Linked DNA regions of Mus musculus: region 1 is linked to region 2. A link is a contact called in public Hi-C data. All regions are on one chromosome and are shown on one strand. The core of a region is the stretch at or near the end of the contact, and the rest is flanking DNA. Distances in the headings are between cores, read along the strand shown.

Evidence for each region. A called contact is a pair of places that touch in the nucleus more often than the background predicts.
Region 1: a contact with region 2 is called in a Hi-C map of cerebellar granule neurons, with 2.2 times the contacts expected there. The contact joins two enhancer-like sites. A contact is called at or near these places in 3 of 39 promoter capture datasets (the C10 cell line, the HPC-7 cell line and liver), 2 of 484 Hi-C or Micro-C datasets (cerebellar granule neurons and nephron progenitors), 5 of 115 datasets of contacts at active chromatin or transcription factors (the SCID.adh cell line, astrocytes, bone marrow-derived macrophages and 1 more) and 4 of 9 other capture datasets (adipose tissue, embryonic stem cells, liver and 1 more).

What each region holds. Positions count from the first base shown.
Region 1 is chr6:71,500,848-71,507,070 of GRCm38.p6, reverse strand. It overlaps Rnf103 (ring finger protein 103), which reads right to left. Exons shown (of 4, transcript NM_009543.3): 3 at 1,222-1,337. Among named protein-coding and RNA genes, the nearest start is that of Rnf103, 10 kb to the right of the region's middle. Within about 2 kb of position 3,865, at least 11 of the 459 cell types and tissues checked have an H3K27ac peak or open chromatin away from gene starts, as enhancers often do. A contact at or near this core is called in cerebellar granule neurons, where this site is marked.
Region 2 is chr6:71,391,639-71,398,386 of GRCm38.p6, reverse strand. Rmnd5a (required for meiotic nuclear division 5 homolog A) reads left to right here. Exons shown (of 9, transcript NM_024288.2): 6 at 1-26; 7 at 1,433-1,535; 8 at 3,608-3,762; 9 at 5,199-6,748. The coding sequence ends at 5,262. Among named protein-coding and RNA genes, the nearest start is that of Cd8a, 22 kb to the right of the region's middle. Within about 2 kb of position 2,141, at least 17 of the 459 cell types and tissues checked have an H3K27ac peak or open chromatin away from gene starts, as enhancers often do. A contact at or near this core is called in cerebellar granule neurons, where this site is marked.

The sequences.
Region 1 (6,223 bases), core at 2,616-5,115, 110 kb before region 2:
TTTAATATTCTCATTTCCTCCTTTTATGTTTTCTGTTCAGTTCAGAACTGGTATTTTTAAGTCTTGTTATTCTAAAGAACTTGAGACTACCCAAAAGAACATTTCCTGTTATAATTGTCAAATTAAATAATGTTTTCCATGTTTGGGGAAAAAATCTCTAATGCTTATTAAATACTGGGTTACTAATATATATTTCTCTAAATATTATTCTAAAGTATCTTCAATGAATACAAGACTACATGCATATATTGTTTTTAAAAAATTTATATTACCATGTATCAACATAAAATCTTTTACTGCCAATTCAAAAAGAACACTTTAAAGGTCAGAATAAATTCAATGATACTATCAAGAAAACATTTTTCAGAGCTTTGTTTTGTGCTAGCGTTTCATTATATAGATTGGCTTAGAATTTGAGACCTCCCATTCTGCCTGCCACTGGGAATACAGGCATATACCATTTTACCCAGCTTTGTCATCAGTTCATTTGGCTATATAAAAATGTTGATTTTTTTTTTTAAATCAGTGTTTACACTGGGAGGCTCATAGCTGCCTATGACTCCAGATCCAAGGTATCCTACACCATCTTCTGGACTTCAATGGCACCTGCACTCAGATGAGCATATATACTCCTCTACACACACACACATACACACACACAAAATCTAAATTTAATCAAAAATGAAATACGATAAGAATTAATGTAATGATAGACTGAATACCGAAGTCAATGACAAACCAAACAACCCCATCTTTAAAAAAAAAAAAGTGAAGAAAAACAAAATAGTGAAGGGTAGAAACGGTAGACAGGGTATGTCTGACTAAATACAATGATAAACCTGACTTGATATTAGGGAGAAGGCATACTTAGGGCTGGTTGTGGAGTAGATAGAAAGTGACTACAGAAATGCAAACTGAAGGTCAGAAGTACGGAAGTGGTTGTATATGCCTGTAATCCAAGCCCTTGACTGATGGAAGGGTATAAGCCAGTTTGAGCTACAAATGAGAACAGTGGTCATCCACAGCCATTTGGAGAATACTGAAGCAAAGGACTACAGACAATTTTAAGGGATCTCTCAGAAAGTCAACAAACACCAGTTTATACAAGCTACAAACATCTGGGTAACTAGCAGTATACTAAACAGTTCACTTCAGGCAGGCTTTATTAAGCAAAAAGGACTCTGGTCAGGGTTCAAACTCGGAATTTCTTAATCCCCTTACCTGGGATCACTGGAACAGTTGAAAGTGCCTGTCCGTATTCCAAATCTTGACACTTTTTTCACCATTTTCTCCCAGTGGATTTTACCCACCAAAGGACTTCTGTCATTTGCTATGACCTATTTCCCAAAAGAGAGAGTTGAAGGAAAAAGTCAAACCTTAGTTAGCTAAACCCAACCATTCCTATCTATATAGTATAAATACTTTTTTTTGTTAAGAACATTCTGCTTCCAGTTCTGGTCTAACTGAACCATCTCATTATTACTGCACTTCTTTTTAAATGTTAATTTATTATTATTAATTAAATTCATGTATATGTACATGAGTGCTACAGCATCCTTGTGGAGATCAAGGGGACTCATGACAGTCAGATCTCTCCTTCTGCTCTCTGGGCTCTGGGGCTTGTGCAGCAGGCACCTTTACCTGTTGAGCCACCTTACTAGCCCTCACTGTCATTCCTACAGAAGTTACATCTATCCAGCTAGAAAAGAAACACAAGTGCAGTATGCTAAACCCCTTGTTATATCAGTAACTCAGAATAGGAGTCAAAAGCCTTTGAAAAATCTAGCCATATTCTCTACTATGAACCTATTCTCTGTAATTACATTACACAGACAGAAAAAGGCCCTGAAGTCCATTTTTCTTTGAAAATAAAAATTTGAAAATCCAAATAAAGCTTATAAAAATTATCACATGGAGATTTAACAAGTTCAAATGTCATGTTTTTCAGTGTTCAGCTTTGTAGCCAAGAATCAAACACATGTTTTCTATTAAACTACACTTTGATTAAATCGGTGCTACGCGTAGGACTTTTTCCTCAGCAACTTTGAAAGACTCTAGGAAAAGGAACAGCCAAAATGAACTTGACAACCTTAAACTTCTGCTTCAAGTGTGCTAACAGCCCTCGTACACAGTTAGGTCTGAAACAGATTATATTTTAAAGAAAGGAAAAAAAATCAAATTGACTTTCAAAATGTTACTAACTTCTGTTTATGACAGTGGTTAAATATCTCTTCTCTGGATCCCCGGTCTTCCTGACTTAATGGAAGCAGAGTTTCACTGAAGATAACAGTATAGTTTTTAAAAATGTAAACATAGTAAAGTACAATTCAATGGAAAACCAAAAACTGTCTGAAGTTTTCATGAAGCCATCTAATTTAAGTCCAGCATAGCTGGCGCACGCCTTTAATCCCAGCACTTGCGAGGCAGAGGCAGGTGGATTTCTGAGTTCGAGGCCAGCCTGGTCTACAAAGTGAGTTCCAGGACAGCCAGGGCTATACAGAGAAACCCTGTCTCGAAAAAACAGGAGAAAAAAAAAAAAAAAAGTCCAGCATATATAGACCTAAGCTTTCATAAATGCCATCCTTACTGACATTATTCAATTTAAAATTACAAACACAATACTCTGGGGCCTCTAATCTTTCTGACAGGAAGAACCATTTTCATATTCAAAAAGCCTTCAGGAAGTAAAGCCCCAGGCTTGTGTATGAACTGAGTGCCAGCAGTCAACTCCCCGGGAAAGGCAAGAGGAGTACAGCCACGTCATCTGTGGCCTTTCTCCTGGGAAGTCTAACAAGTGTCAGTGGCATCACAGGCTGAGGGAGGGCACATGGTCCTGAAAAATGAAGTTTCCTTTCTGTGCTACCAGAGTACTCTAGTAACTCCTACATACGTCACGGATGTTGCTGTTCTAACACTTATGGAGACATGCATGTTTATGTAACACATTGTAACATACATTGGATACTTAATACATGTACACAAATTAGAGAATTAAGTAAATGGTTTTGATACTGCATTTAATGAAAATACATGATCTCACTGAAGGAGACAGGAGTTCACATTTGCATTCTCAGATGACTGAGGACAAGGTTTTAGATATAAGCTTTCTAAGGAGGTAATGCTGATCACATTACCCAAGATGTTATTTTCCCTTTTTCTTATCTAAAAGTACATTGTAAAGGTTTATCTGCAGACTCAGGGTAGTCAAGCATGGTCTGCTTCCTACTTCCTGGTCCTTTTCCTTCTTTCCTTCTGTCTCTGTCTCTGCCTCTGTCTCTCTCTGTGTGTCTGTGTCTCTGTCTCTTTAGTGGAGGTAATGGTGGCTCAGGAAGTGGAACATAGAACACTAAGGGCATACTAGGCAAATACTCCACCACTCAGTTACATACCCAGCAGCAAAGTAAGTGTTCTTTTCCTTTCTGTTACTTCTAAAGAGTCATTAGTAATTCTCTTGACCATGGAGCCAAGGAACCTGGACTTCTCAGGTGAGCCTCTGTGTAATTAAACACTATGCCCTCTGTTCTTTTCAGTTTTCTTTTTTTCTGTCTCTTCTTTCTCTTTAAAAATAACTCTTTTCCAACATTTTTCCATTTCTTGAATAAAGCTGTAAAATATCCCAGATACTTTAGGTCTGTGTTGGCAATGACAATGCATCAAAGAGCTAAGAAGTTGCCTCTGTCAACGTGCACACAGTCCTAAATCTCAGGGCATCTTTGAGTGAAGACCTAATTGCTGATTGTGCAAGTACCTTGCAGCCGTCTGACAAGCATTTCTGTGTTAGAAATGAGAAGGGGAATGAGAGAGAGCTGTTCCCAGGCACACCCTGGTTCTGGCAGGGATGGCAGGAGTGAGTGAGGAGAGCTGTGAACGTGGCAGAAGAGCTACATGACAGTTTCAACCCTGGGGCCTTATTTACTCAGCAAACTGTTCTAGCATCTGTTCTGGAAGAGTTGAAGGATCCCCCACTGAGAGAGCTGTACAAAAATGAGAAGTCATCTAAGTATTTAATGAAATCGTTTTATGATTCTGTCATTATTGCTACACAATTAGAAATTGCTTTGTTAAAATCCTATGCAGTTAGTCAACTGAAGGTCTTACATACATTAACAATGAAGAAGGTTGAATTAAATGGTCACTATAAAATGCTAGTGTTTTCACCATTAAATCATTGGCTCAGTTAACGGCAAAACAAAATCTTCTCAGCCTATAAAACTGTGTCACATTAGCAGGAGTCGCTCTGACCTGTAGCTTATGTCCTACAAAGTAGGCATGATCTGAAGTGGCACCTACAGTGCTGGTCTTATTACATGAGAAGAGCTACTTCTCAGAAATTCTCTATGAAGAATATTTTCAGATATAAGAAAAAAATCGAACCAAAGTACAGGTGAATTTCAAGCCCGAAAAAGACCTGGCATACAGGCTAAATATAGGGCAATCTTTCCATTCATTGTTATGCCTAGATGATCTGGGTGCTGCTAGTTAAACATTTGAGCTGAACTAAACTTTTTCAAGCTTTTTACAGCTTGTTCTATACAATCCCCAGTTCTGGTTTTTCGAGACAGGATTTCTCTATGTAGCCTTGGCTATCTTGGAATTGGCCCTGTAGATCAAGCTGGCCTCAAACTCACAGATAGCTGCCTGCCTTTGCCTCCAGAGTGGTGGGATTAAAGACAGCTACCACCACTGCCACCACTACCCAGTTTCTACTTCTTTTTATAAAGAGTTTCTAAAGCAATTTCTATTATAACCAAAAGTTCCTTCCCAACAACCTGTTATCCTGAATGTTTTCTGAACAGATAGTATAAATGGCATCTTGCTATGCAACTACACACTAATTGTCTCAGTTACTTATATATAAAAGATAGCCATTTCAGTGTGTTTGCAAATATATTTTTGCCTGTTTTTTTAAGAGAAGGGGTGTATTTCTGTCAGAACATTTAGTGCATCCTTGTTGATCTCCACAGAGAAGTCATAATTAAATAATACAATCTCTTTGAATAAGAAAGTTGACATTTTCTACATTGCTCAGTATTTTAACAGGGATCTAGTTTCACAAGTATAAAATATATGTATATCCCCTGTACAAAAATCATCAAAAATGAGAGTCAGAGATGGACAAAAGCTGAAACCAAATAGCATTTTAATTAACTAACTTTAAGTATTCACCCTGTTATTGTTTTTAACTTCTGGCTAAAATCAAGTATACTATTCTCACTGGCTTACTTTATGGGTAAACTCAAAAGATTTTCACCAACACAAAACACTGTGGCTTGCCATATATTTTGTTCTGTAGTAGCCCATTAAAGGAATAAATAATTAGAACTGCCATAAACAAACCTCTTGTCTTAAGAGCAAATAAACAAGTTTAAAATCAGCTGTTAATGCTTCCAGTCAAACAGGAACTGCATTAACATAATACTTCAGTTGAAGTACTGAACAAAGCTTTCCAGTACTTTAAGTCCTACAGTGTTTTTTCAGTGCTGTGCAACTCCAGTGACTTTAATCTCAATAAATGGGACAGCTAGTAGGGAACAAACAGTTATATCCCTTTTTGAATTATGACAAAAGTTAAAACAAATAAACCAAAAAGTTAGAGGACAAATCCAAAAGAAAATGCTATACAATATGCAGCTTTCCCATTTCAAAAGCCTATCCACTTTGCTGTTTGTCTCTAACCAGCAATCTTTTAAAACAAAATAATGTTTGATTTTTGATGCCAAGGAGACTGGGTGGTGGCAGAGTCAACGATCTACAAAAGTGGGAAATAAACGGCTAATGAGAGTCAGGAGCTTAAGTTAGGGAGGAAGCACAAAATTGTAACTCTGAGTTCCAATTGTATCACAAAGAAAGGACTTGGATCTGTGAGAAATACATAATGTATATTAGTCACAAAGATGTCACACAGATTTTGCTACCTTTAAAAAGAAAAATTAGTTCTTGCAATGGTTGGTGCAGAGAACCAACTCCTACAAGCTGTCCTCTGATCTCCACAAATACTTCTTACCACAAGAAAGTAGATGTAATTTTTAGAAGTGCGGGAAGACCGAGGATGAGATAGCTTGGTGGTAAAAGCACTTGTCTGACAAGCCTTCTGACCTGAGTTTGATCCCCAGAATCCACGTAAAGGTAGGAGAAAAATCAACTCTACAAGGCTGCCCTTTGGCTGTCACATATGTACCACAGCAGGTACACCCCCTCCCATACATTCTCCATGCACACACAG
Region 2 (6,748 bases), core at 892-3,391:
TCCGTGGAGTCTCCTCTCAGTGTCAGGTGTAGTAATGGGCTCTGGTTGCTCTGAAATGGGCATTATACTGGGTGGCTTTTCCTGGTCCTTTAATCAAACCAGTAGATTGTGTTGTCTTTCTGGAGACGTATAATAGTTGGTACTTGAAGTGCTTGCCACAGATGGCAATGACACAGTTTAGGTCAGCAAGTTCTCCAAATGTGACCCGGGAGCCAGGGAGTCCCAAAACCCTTTCCACTGCTGACATTTGCACGGATGATGCAGAAGCAGAAGTAAGTTAAATGTCAGGGTCTGTGTTGTGGGGACACTGATGCCAGCCTCAGCAGGTATCATCACTACCATGCTGGCTGCCTAGGAAATGCTTGCTGAGCTCTGCAGTACTTTGGGTGGGCAATAGATACTTGCTTTCAGTTGATATTTGGGTCTGGATCTTCTTAGCATTCTCTGTGACACAATAGGGCATTTGCATAAAGCGTTTAGTTTCTCACCACAGTATGATGCTTGTGTTGACAAAGCACCTGTGTTATGTCTTGTTGCAGAATACAGTTTTTACTTGAACTCATTTGCGACAGACACTCAAATTTATTGTGTTTATTGTGATTTATAAATGAATCAATCAGTAAATTTAATTTCTAACAAAAAGTGATCTACTCTATGAAAACCAAACCACAGTTTATTGACATTCTTGGTTTTAAGTTATTTTTCCAAGTGAATGAAGTAAGTTTGTCACAGTAAAGGAAGCAAGTGTGTGCATCTTTCCATACAGTGATAAAGGTCACGATTTTAGACTAAAGTTAAAAGTTTTGGTTCTGAGCTTGAAAGCCTTTTCTGATGAGACTGGCGAAGACATTGTAGTTTAAAAAAAATAACTGTAAACTGGTGGGAAAACTTTGGAATGTTTTATTCATATAACCTTGCATAATCATACTTAAAGAGAAGACAGGCCCAGAAGAGTCTCCTCCCCTTTAAATGCTAAAGCACAAGTCCACCGTGTCTGAGGCACACTGGTCTTTAGGCCTTGCATTTCCCTCACCCCTCCTTGAAGTGATGCGATTTGTGCTCATGATGACGGCTCGTCCCTCTCAGCACAGAAGGCCAGCGCTACCTCTCTCCTGATAGGCAAGCCAAGTATCTTTTTAATTACTGAGGGGTTAGTGGAAATTAAATGTCCTATCAGAACGCAATCTTTTGAAAGCTTGCTCTTCTTCTTCCTTCTCCCACGCTGCCTAGGGTTATGTGACAGTGCTAGAAGTTTGTGTTTTACTTGTAAAGAGGATTACGTTTTAGTAATTATAGGAAATAGAGCTGAGGACTGGGAGCATGAGGGAGAAAAAAGTTGAGTTGTTTTCTTTTTAGAGGAATAGCTGTCCTGCACCTGCTGTAGGGTTAGCATCCCTGGGGTTGGCACTGATGCTTCCTCTTTTGCCCTCAGTTTCTCAGCAGGTTGTGTGGCGCTGCCTGCGCTAATTAACATCAAAGCTGTGATTGAGCAGAGGCAGTGTACTGGAGTTTGGAACCAGAAAGACGAATTACCTGTGAGTTCAACTTGACAATCCTTGAAGATGAATGTTTAAATTTCGCCATTTAACCAGAAAACGCTATTGTAGCTATTCAACATGTTTTGTTTGTTTGTTTGTTTTTGTTTCTGTTTTTGTTTTAATGCACATAACATGAGTGAAAAATAAGGTTGGGAGTATAGCTCAGTGGAAGACCATTTGCCTAGCAGGCTTGAAGCTTTGAGTCTAGTCTCAGCACCGCTCTAAAAAGGAAACAAGTCAGTTAACTAGTTAAAGTTAAAATAGGTATAGGGAGGTGATGGGAGAGTTAGGAAGATGTTTGTAAATTTGAGACCAGCCTACATACTATGTTCTAGGGTAATCAGGGCCTCTTAGTGAGACACTATCTTAACAACAACAACAACAAAAATGAAACAAGAAAATAAATTTGAGGGACTTTAACCTGTAATTTCCATTTGTGAGAAAATTATGTCACAGATGCCGGAGGGTTAAATTAGTCAGCCATTGACATGAGCTGCTTTTTTTTTTACCACACCTGCACACAGATTTGTCTGTAGCTAGCTTGTTCTTTCAGTTGTAAGCCTGTCAGTTGGTTGCACCAACTATAGCAGCTTGTCAAGAGGATGCTTTGTGTTAAAGGCACAGGTGTCTTCCCAGTGCTACATGTGCTCAGGATATAAGCAGCACTGTACTCTGCTGCTGCTGCTGCTGCTGCTGCTGCTGCTGCTGCTGGAGCAAATGAAGAACTCTTTTTCTTAAGCAGATAACCAGCTTCTGGCAGTTGCATGATCTTGCTGTGAGTGTTTTTGAAATATGCACACTGAAGTAGAGTAATCTGTAGGGGATCTCAGCTAACAGCATGCTCTTGACTGGAAAAGCAACAAGAGGTAGTGGTTGGTAATCTTTCCTCAGGAAAGATTTGTTGTGCTTTTGGCTTTTGCCCCCCCCCCCCTTTTCTTTTTGGGGGCTCAGGGGATACTCTTAATATGTAGGCCAGTTGGGGTTTCCTCTGATCCCCCTGGGCACTGGGTTTATAGGTGTGTTCCACCGTTTTTGCAGTACTGTAGTTTGGACTCAGATCCTTGTGCACACTGAATTCCTCCCCCTTTGTCAGTTTTTCTTAAAGATCGTTATTAATCGACTTAAGTCTGTGTGTCCCTGGCTGGCGTGGAACTCGTTTTGTCTAGATTGTATCAATCAGACTGGCCTCAAACTCAAAATCCCCTTTCTCTGCTGGGATTAAAGGTGTGTGCCACCACACCTGGCAGTAATGGACTTTGAGAATAAGAAGGAAGGAACACGAAGTATTTGTGGAGGCTCTGGTATTCAGTAGCAGGTCTGATAGATAATTTCAAACTTTTATATGGTTTGATTTATTTGTGGCAAAAACACAATGTTGATATCATGCCGTGAGCTTTTAATGTGAACAAATGACTAAAAGTCATGTTGCGATTAAGCTTAAGCTGATGTCACAAGCCTGCAATTCCAGATATGTAGGAGGCTGAGGCAAGAGGATTGTAAAATCAAGGCCTGCCTGGGCAACTTATGGAGATCCTATCTCAAAAGGCACAGAAAGGGGGCACATGCACAGGGGTGATGGTCAGGAGCTAGGATGGGGCGCTGGACTAAAGCTCGCCTAGCCACATGCAAACCCTGCATTGGACTCCAGCACCGGGGAGAAACAAAAACAGAAACTTTGCCTACCTCCCTGCTTCAGGTTTTTTCTGGACCATTTCATACAAATTACATAGGAAACTCAGATCTGAAGTCACCCAGAAGGTAACTATATTTAGACTGCCCTTGGAGGAGTTGTTGCGCTGAATTTATCACCTAACCAAGCACTTCTACAGAGCAGTCAGACTGTCTGCTTCTGCTCTTGGTATATGTTCTGGTGAAATGACAAGGTATTTAGGCAGGGGATGTAGCTTAGTGGTGGGCCAGGCTGCCTGGTACCACCACAAACAGATACTCAACTTCTGAAGCATCATGTTTGATTTTCTCAGACCTCAGATTGCAGTTTGAAAAGCAGTGTTGTAGTTTTTCAGATAGGAGATTTAACTAGTCTTTGTGCATTTCTCTTTTTTGAATAGATTGAAGTGGACCTTGGTAAAAAGTGCTGGTATCACTCCATATTTGCCTGTCCCATTCTTCGTCAGCAAACAACAGATAACAATCCACCCATGAAATTGGTTTGTGGTCATATTATATCAAGAGACGCCCTGAATAAAATGTTTAATGGTAGCAAGTAAGTGTCTGACTTCTTAAGCATTAAGTAGATCTGTCTTGCAGGAAGTAAGATGTAATAAGGATAAATGAGTGAATCCAAAATCTTTTGTATGTTTGTTCGTTTGTTTTGTTTTCCGAGACAGGGTTTCTTTGTATAGCCATGGCTGAGTACTGGAATTAGTGTGTAACACTGTGCTCAGCCATAACTATATTTAGAAATGAGTTTTCTTAACTAGTCATAGAAAGTGGATTGCATCTAATCTCTTTGGTTAGTTTAGCCAGCTCAAGGATTTGAAAATTAGACTTATAAATGTACTCGGATCCTTGTGTGGCCCTCTCTCCAAGGCTTAAGAATTGTCTTCTGTGCATATCCTTCTCCCTTCTGGGTTTCGCTTCTCTCACTTAGAGCATTATTGTGGAGCTATTTTTATATGCTATTTTTATATTTTTATATATCACAAAAGAGCCGTTTGTGATTGTTGTTAAAGTTACAGAGGAGCACGGTATGGTGGTGCATGCTTCTAATCCCAGCGCCTGAGTGGTAGAGGTAGTAGGACCCAGAATTCAAGATCATTCCCAACTATATAGCAAGTTAGAGGGGTCATCTTGAGCTACATAAGATTGTCTCAGCCTACTTTTACTGCCCTTCCCACCAGTGTAGACTACTCTGCAGTGTGGAAATACCATTATTTAGCCATTTCTTCTTGGTGAATACAGTGCCAGAGTGTGTTGTCCATATGTGATAATTGCTACCAGTGTAATCGTGGTTCAGCGTGCACAGACATTTGTAAATTTTACAGACAGCCCAATTTAAAACAAAACAGATCTCAAAGGTGTTCTGGCTTAGGTAGTTAGGCTAGTCTTCACTGATGTTTGTTCTGGCCTTATTGTGGGAAGACCCTTTCCTGGGAGGTCTATCGCTTGAGAGAAAGTGTTTATAACCTTCCCAGACCACACAGAAATCCTGGCAGTACAGATCACTGGTGACTGTGGCCACAAGGAACTAGCGCTCTTTGTCACTGAAAGCCGTGTGGGCTGTTCTTAATGCAGGCTGGTAGATCACAATAGATTGGCTGTTCTTGAATAGATTACACAGCCACACATTGGAAATTCATCTAGGGACAGGTGCAATGTAAACCTCGGTAGGCAGAGATTAGATTACTTCTAAAGCTCAAGAATCAGTTTTCAAAAAATTGTCTTTATTTTACCTGCAAAACAGTTTTCACCGATTACTAAGTATCAGAGAGGCTCTCAGGTTAGGGTCTGATTTAGGTGGTGTTTTCTGTGACTCCTCAAAGCCTGGCTGACGAGCATAGCTGATCCTCCAGGCAAAAGAAGCAGTTCAGCTTTGCTTGCACGTGTTGCAGGTGTGCATACAGGTGTGAAAGTGTACTTTATAACTGTGCTCAGTACTGATACTATTCTTTGTCTCAATCTTTTCTATTTTATATATAGATTAAAATGTCCATATTGCCCAATGGAACAGAGTCCAGGAGATGCCAAACAGATATTTTTCTGAAGAATGAGTTTGTTTGCAATTTGTAAGTGAAACTGAATTATGGGTACATTCAAGACAAGAGTGTTCCATTGACTGCAGCTATCCAAGGACCGCCTGTTCATAAGCTATGCTCCAGAGGCTGCCGATTCACTCGTGTGCACGGAGGGGGTGCTCCAGATGGGAATCACACAGGGCTTTCTTCACTCTTGGTCTTCGTTTCTGATCAAGTAAACACCAGCAGTTGTCATTCAGTGCAGGTTTTTGTACTTCTATATGGTGATTTTTTTACTTAAAAGCAGAAACAGAAGTTGACCTTCCTGACATGTGTTTAATATTCCTCCTGCTTTTACAGATTCTGACGTTTTCTTGATAATTGTAAGCTTGAGAGTGTTTGTGGAAGAACTTACTTTCTTCTTATGTATACATAATTAAATGAAAAGTCTTCATAGGAGTTTGACAAAATGAATTGTGGTTATAAAACGAATTTGCTTTTTTGTTGTTTTGTTTTTCTTTTTTGGCCTAAGGAAGAAAGCTGTGATAAATTTCAAATTTGCATAGCTTTTCAATGTTTTGCTCTGCTCCCGCTCTTGCTTCAGAGTCGGCACACTCACCTGCATTTGAGTTCTGTCTATAGCCCAGCAGGCTGCCTGTTTAAAATCCCATCATGAATTTAACAGGCTGATGTGAGAATGAAATAGATATTACTGGGGTTTTGTTGTTGTTTGTTTATTTGTTTTGCTTTTATTACCAAGAGGTGCTTTTTAATAAATGGATATTGAAGTTAGGGTGTTACTAATTTGATGTATGGTTTCACAGTCTAGCATACTGTCCTTTGACATCTGCCTTTAAGACTTGGCTGAGTGTCTCATTAGTTTATCATCACAGATACGCAGTGTTATGCATGTGTATAGAAGTGTGTGCACCAGCATCAAACATTGTGTGTGTGGAAGGGAAGAAGCCTGTCCATTCTAAACGCAGTTGCCAGTCTCATCACTTCAGGTCCTTACGGGCAGGCTCTAGCAACTTTCCGTGTATGGACCTCGTTTTTTGCTGTTTTGTGTTTAATTAGTATATTGTTCATGCCTCTCTTCTGCAGTGTCTCATCTCATAGACTGTGAACCTGTATATTATTCAAATGGCTACAGATAATGCTCTTTTCTTTTGTGAGGTCTCTTCATTTAATGCACTGCCCAGAAAGAGCCATGTGTAAGAGTTGTTCTCTGTTTGAGGAACTAACTACATGGAAAAGACTTCTGACTTAAACCCATGAAATACTTCATCTTGAGAAGAGTGCTATGTGGAAATCACCAAATATCTCGCAACTTTATTTCATCTGGTGTAAATCTGAACATCAACATAGGAAAACTGTCATGAGAAAATGAAAAAGCATAAACACAGAAGCAACGAGAAATGTGACTCTTGTTATTTTAAACCACAGACGGACTTGGGTTAAGGGAATGGGGACGACAGCTTTGGTGCTAAGTTAATCAGAAATTGCGAGCATGCA